2 separate regions of the Xenopus tropicalis genome follow, and region 2 is linked to region 1. A link is a contact called in public Hi-C data. All regions are on one chromosome and are shown on one strand. Each heading gives the region's core, a stretch centred on a gene start, on an enhancer-like site or on the middle of the called end of the contact. The rest is flanking DNA. Distances are from core to core; before and after follow the strand shown. Region 1 holds the start of cap1 (cyclase associated actin cytoskeleton regulatory protein 1). Region 2 has its middle 17 kb from the start of mycl.

Evidence for each region. Hi-C and Micro-C count contacts between places; a contact is called where the count stands out from the background.
Region 2: a Hi-C map of liver shows a contact between it and region 1, with 3 times the contacts expected there. The contact joins the enhancer-like site here to the promoter of cap1 in region 1. A contact is called at or near these places in 5 of 5 Hi-C or Micro-C datasets (brain, gastrula embryo, liver and 2 more).

The regions. Positions count from the first base shown.
Region 1 is chr2:90,835,004-90,838,561 of UCB_Xtro_10.0, reverse strand. It overlaps cap1 (cyclase associated actin cytoskeleton regulatory protein 1), which reads left to right and starts at 2,094. Exons shown (of 13, transcript NM_001001239.2): 1 at 2,094-2,162.
Region 2 is chr2:90,877,543-90,880,787 of UCB_Xtro_10.0, reverse strand. No RefSeq gene overlaps it. Among named protein-coding and RNA genes, the nearest start is that of mycl, 17 kb to the left of the region's middle. Within about 2 kb of position 1,392, at least 2 of the 11 cell types and tissues checked have an H3K27ac peak or open chromatin away from gene starts, as enhancers often do. A contact at or near this core is called in liver, where this site is marked.

The DNA.
Region 1 (3,558 bases), core at 845-3,344:
GCTATCAGGAGAAGATCTGCTCGCTTGGCAACCTATGGCAATTACACACAGAGATACTTGTAGCCACCTACTTATTGTAACCAGAAAATAGACAATACTGATAATTGTCTCTTTCTGTGTTTTAGTGGAGACAATTCTCAGTATTGTCTATGGCAGGGTATTTTCTGGTGTTTTGTAGCTGCAACAAGTAGCTGGCTACAAGTAGTACCATGTGTCATAGCCCTAAATCTGTTTTCTGGTTGCATTAGTCTAGATATTTTCAGTTGTAGGATAGAAACCATCACAAAAGGAAATAATATATAATCCACACAAAATAATGAAAATTGGCATGCTAGTCGCCTGTGCTAAATTTCCTCTGCTGTGGGCACCTAATCTCCTGCAAACGTGTACTTTTTTTTTCTGAAGTTACCCAAAGTGTGCCTCCTGAGGAAATAGGCACCTTTGGACATACAAAATGGCGGGTATGTTTTCCCACTGACGATTTACATATTGCTGGTAGGAAAACATTTAAAGAAGATTATGCACCCGTGGTAGTGCAGATTTATCACGGGCAACTAATCTTCCTGTGTAGCGCAGAGACACATGGGGCAATTAGTCTTTTTAAAAAGTTGTGGCGACCAATTAGCGCGTCCAAACCAAGCATGATTAGTCACAGCGGCTTGCACATTAATCTATGGCAGTTAAATCAGCAATTAGACGCCTAGTTTTTTAGGGCTCTGGCACACGAGGAGATTAGTCGCCCGCGACAAAACTCCCTGTTCGCGGGCGACTAATCTCCCCGAGTTGCCTTCACCTGCCATCCCACCGACGAAAATGTAAGTTGCCGGTGGGATGGCACACGCGGCGGCGCGACTTCGTGCAAATCGACGAAGTTGCCTCGCGAGGCTTTTTCGGTGATTTGCGCGAAATCGCGCCGCCACGTGTGCCATCCCACCAGCGAAAATATAATATATATTTTTGCCGGTGGGATGGCAGGTGAAGGCAACTCGGGGGAGATTAGTCGCCCGCAAACAGGGAGTTTTGTCGTGGGCGACTAATCTCCCCGTGTGCCAGAGCCCTTATAAGTCGCAGTAACTAATCGCTTTAGGGCAGTGGCACATAAAGAGATTAGTAAGCCACGATAAATCCTTGTAACCGTGGCTGATTAATCCCCCTAATGCCATCCCACTGGCTTCAGTTTAATTTCTGGAAACCGAAGTGCCGCGTATGCCATCTCACTGGCAATTTACATTCTTGCCAGAGGGATGGCATTTAAAGGAGATTAGTCGCCCAAAATAGCGAAGATTTATCGCAGGCGACTAATCTCCACGTGTGCCACTGTCCTTATGTGTCTTCACTAGGGTTGTCCGTGTACTGGAAAATAAACTGGCCTTTCTGTATTTTTATTTCTTCTCTACTAATAACATTAACATACAGAGGCGCTGTTACCATGAGGCGAGTTGAGAAACTCCCCTCATGCGGCAGCGCCCCCAAAGTTACAAAATGCCCTAAACACTCTTAGTATGGCATTCGCCCAAAGTATTGGAGTTCTGCTTGCATATGAAAAATCGCGCGATTTCTTTGATCTCAGTAGGTACTACCACCCGCCCAGTTTGATGTGCTGTCAGTCACCGCTTAACCCCAGCCCCTCCTCGCATCATGTTCGCTCTGTGACCATCTTTGGTAACAGATTGAAGAAACAGATACACACGTTGGTGGTTCGTTCTTGTCACATGACCGGAACAATAAAAGCGTTCCATGAAAATAAAGGGCAATTGTCATTTGCAATGCAGAATACTGGTTTCCGCCAAATAGAATGGCAGAAATAACCCTATCAGACGCAGGCAGGATAAAAAATTACATCGGGTATGGGTTTATCGCACCCCAGTTATATCAACTGTACATTATTGCCAGGACTAAATGTGGACTCAAGGATATGACTGCGTTCAATTTACAGCGAATCGCACACTGGGCTCCTCCTCCAAGATAGAAAGCCCCTCCTTCTTATTATCACACGGAAGTAGCTTGGAAGGAGGCACAGTGGGAAGTGGCTGCCGGAAGTGGGGCAGTTCTAGAGACTGAGAATCGGTGGAGGTGAGTAGGGCGGGGCAGGGGGAACCGGTACCTTATGTAGAGTAGACAGCAAGGTGTTGTGGGCACATTGTGTGTGTAAAACCTGTATGGTAAGTGCTGGCTAGGTAATGTATAACTGTTATATACATTTTTTTATTTTTATGTAGTTTTACTGTATTAGTATCTTCCGGCGCAGCTTTCAGCTTGACTTGAAGCTAATATACACTAATATAATTATTGTAGGTATTGCATTCTCAGTGACTGACACTTTTAGGCTCTTTAGCCTGCTCTGATGCTTGGGAAAAGTAGTTCAGTTTCAGCACTGCCCTAACTGGAACTAGTTACAGAGCCCTTGGCACAATCATGTTGCTGCCCCCCTAACCTATGGGCATAAGACTTTTATATTGGTACATTGTAACTGCTTATCAGCCAGTGCTCCACTGCCTCCCAACCCTTTTGAGTAATAACTAGGCCATTGGCTGCCAGTTGCCAAACATTCTTACAGATGTTGTACCTTGTTTTGTTGCCTCTGTGCAGCTTGAAAAACGTCCAAACTGTATGCCTGATTTACATGTATGAAGCTGCAACTCACACATGTGTCTCTTTATTCTTAGTGTAGGATTCACATTATAATGGACTGGGTAAACTGTGACATTGAAATGAGTTAGAAATATGTCTTGCAACAATGTTGCTTCTTTTGCAACAGTTTTGCTTCTTTCCAGTTATTTGCCTTCAATGAGGCATTTTGGCAGCAGCTTGCACTTCTGTCATTATTATATTTGTTCAGGGTTTTTCTCTGGCTGAATATTTTTAAAATCTCTTGGCCATGTCTTTTATTCATACATTTGCAAAGTATACAGCACTTTATACTGAGTACAGGGGAATGCTTTCTTAGTTTAAAGCCGTAATTTATTCATAGCTTCAAAATGAGGAAATGCAGTTGTTTTGTAAGAATTTGCTCCCTTGCTAAATCAGGCTGCATAAGCACTATTCATTAGCAGTATCTCTGTTCAAATGTTAATTATGTGTTACCTACAATGTATCTTAGACTTTTTAAAAATTGTGGGTCAGTAACTTGTGTTTTAGGATCCAGTCAGGTGTGAAATCTATGAAAAGGTGACCATGATCAGATAAAAAAATAGTGTCATTATTTACATTTTTCACCCAGAGGACTGAGTGTTAATATTACTTTTTTGAGATATGTTTCTTGGTGATACTCCAAATGGTATTAATGCTAACAGAGTTTACTTAATTGTAAGTAATTGATTATAACAGAAGGGCTTGCTGTAAACCTTTGTACATCTTGGTGAATCATCCCTGTACCTGAATACGGATAACATTGATAATGCTGGAAAGGTTAACATGTGGTTTTTGGATCCAATAAGTTGAAATACGGGTGAGGCACATTCTTGTTGAACACAACTGATGCTTGCTACAGATTTTGTTGTGTGGTCTTTGTTGATAACTTCTGTATGAAAGGTATGTTCAGGGTTTTGCTCAGACATG
Region 2 (3,245 bases), core at 143-2,642, 43 kb before region 1:
CATTTGTATTGCAATTCCAATAAACATTGGTGCTGTGAGTTGTTGACAGATTTCATCTGCTTTACGGCTAAAGGTCCCCATATACGGTAAGATCCGCTCGCTTGGCGAGATCGCCAAGCGAGCGGATCTTCCCCCGATATCCCCACCTACGGGTGAGCGATATTGGGGAGCCTGGAGTAAAAAAAAAAATAATCCGATCGTTTGGCCCTGGGGCCAAACGACCGGATTATGTAGGCGGCAATGGGGCAGTCGGTTCGGGGACCGCATCAACGAGCCGATGCGGCCCCCGATCCAACTGAATCTTTTAACCTGGCCGATCGATATCTGGCCAATTTCAGGCCAGATATCGGTCGGCCAGCCTGCTCGTTTCTGCCCCTACATGGGCAGATAAGCTGCCGAGTCGGTCCAAGGGACCGATATCGGCAGCTTCTATCGGCCCGTGTATGGGGGCCTTAAGGCTAATGTCAGACCAGGCATATGGTGTATATTTTCGGCAAGCTGAAAATTGCTTGCTGAAAATACTGCCCTACACCTCCTTCCTGTGCCTACACCCGAATGAATGAAATATGCTCGGGTGCAGGCACATGTAGCCGATATTCGCAGAAAAACGTGACAGAATGCAAAGTCTTGCGTTTTAATGCGTATTCGGCTACATGTGCCTGCACCCGGGCATATTCCATTCATTCACCTCCTACAGACAGAGTGAAATGGGCCTTTTAGAACACAAAAAAAGAATCTTTTTGGGATTAAACCACTGGCTACAGCTTTTTTATAGGGTGGAATATTTGCTGACATCAGGCTTTTACTTTATGATAATGAGCACGTTTTTAATTGAAATTAATTGCCTGTTTGACACAGCAAGTCTAATTTATTAAACCTGTGCTGCATGCAAAATATTGGCACAGCTGGCCATGTTTTCTACCCTTAATGCTTTGTTTTTACCCAGCATTGCACCATTATTGAAAAATTAACTCCAGTTTGATAGTTGCAAGTTGCAAGATAGATAGATGCAAGTTGCATCAATGATGACAATTCAACTGGCACAAGCAGGAATCAGGGCAATGTCCTAAAACTGATCATGCTACATAAACATGGTCATTAGGTTAATGTCACTCATTGTATCTTTTCTGCCAGCACAAAAATGCAAAGAGACCTCCAGTGGCTCTGAAGGCGGGGGTTGGTTTAATGCCATTGTAGTCAATAGCTTTAGGCGATTGTGGTCATGGGTGCTAGCAGTGTTTATCGTTAAGGGAGATACGGATACCCCACATAGGATCTATTTGCCTATCAAACAGAAAAAGCTTTGCCAGGTGAGATAAAGTTATATAAGCAATGTAGGACAGCAGTAAGCAAATTCAGGAGCAAACACAAACTTAGGCAAGTCAGGTTAAGTGCAACTACTCAACATTCCATGAAGCTTAGCATGTATTTCAGCATAGTTCAGAACTTGCCACATGGCATTACTAGGCAGGGGAAGCTGGTATGTAAAATAGCTTTAAGTAGGAAAATTAAGTAATGTCATTCCCCCTGGCTCCCCCCCCCCCCCCCATCATGGGCTGGATTTAGATAATGTGGTAATATGTGAAGGCGTGGCCGTAATCTCACAGGACAAAGGCAAAAGTATGTATAAGAGAGATGCTCAACCTGCCACCCTTCAGCTGTTGTTGAATTACAACTTCCAGCATCCCCCTTACAGCAATTGTTTTTACCTAATTTTGGCCTGACCATAATTCTCCAGAGAGGTCCTTTGGCAGTCAGTTTGAACAGACAGTCATGCAATAGTTTTGGATCACACTGATTCTGGATGCATCATCTAGTCTGCTGATGTTTCCTAAAAGAGAGGTCATCAAATATGCCAGTATCAGTATATATAAGTGGCCAAATGTAACTCTTTGCTTCCCTTGAAATTGAGACTTTATTTACTGAAAAAGAGCATCAGGGCAGATTTGCAATATACATGTATGTCATCATATATAGCCCCATATACTCTGCAAGTTGTGAACCATTGATACAAATGCGTCAGTGTTAAGTTCTGTCACCCTGCACAGGTGATCACCCCCAAGGGACAAGTATTCTGGGAAACATTACTGTGTTGCTAATTTACTCTCATTTCCAGAAGTACATGTAGAGACACAGCTTACAAGGCATACAAGAACCTAAAGACGCATGATTTTCACAAATAAAGTATTTCTAATCTCCCACAGTTTATTCTCAAGATCTACATGATAGGTCTCAGCAGTGGAGAATTCTGGGAACTGTAGTTTAGCAGCAACTGGATGGTCTCAAATTGGAGATCCTGTACTGTACCATTTGTCTTTCCCAATGGCCTTTTGGTATGAAGGGATAAGAACAGAAGGTTAAGTTGGTATTTTCTAAATGGGACAAATGGAACAGCAATTTAGGTCTATTAAAAAGTCAAACCAATGAACTCATAATGCTAACTAGTTTTTTTTTCTCCATCAAATATAATATGACCTCATGTCAGAATGATACGTTTGAATTATACAATGACAAATATTAGCTTTGGAATAAAAAATGCAGTGTTACCAGTATTTCCAGGGCAGACATGTATTTTCAAGAAAATCATTTCTGCATTTTTTTGTCATTAAAAAAAAAGTAGTCACACCACCGCGGCGCATGCATAATACTGTAACTAGTTTGTGTGAATGTTTAAATTTGACATCAAAAGGGCTGTGAACAAGGTATGTAGCAAATCTTCGCAGTATTGATGTGATGTGGCTATCGAAATGCCATCACAAAATATGGCAGAAGATTTGAAGAACAGGCAAATTTTATTCTCTGAGAATATATTTGCTGATATTTCTGGTGACTTTTCCTGTCACCCTTAATTGATCTATCTAGGAAAGCACTGAATTCTTATTATTATCATCTGCATTTTTATATTTGATCAAAATTTCCCTAAATTCCAGAAATACGTGTTGCTAGCTTTGTTTGGCCAGTGTCGGATTGGCCCACCAGGATACCAGGAAAACTCCCGGTGGGCCCAGGTGTCAGTGGGCCCTCCTGCTCACCCAGCCATTTTCCTTCTACATGAGAACAAAGAAAGTAAACAGAAGGAGAAATAAATAATAATATGCATGGGGAAGTGATTAAGAGAATAAATAATAATGTGAGTGAAGAGAGAAGGAAAAATTGTTTGGGGACTGGGCCCACAGTCTAAATTTTTTTGGTGGGCCCCTGGCACCCCAGTCCGACACTGGGTTGTTCACCTTTGAGTTAATTTT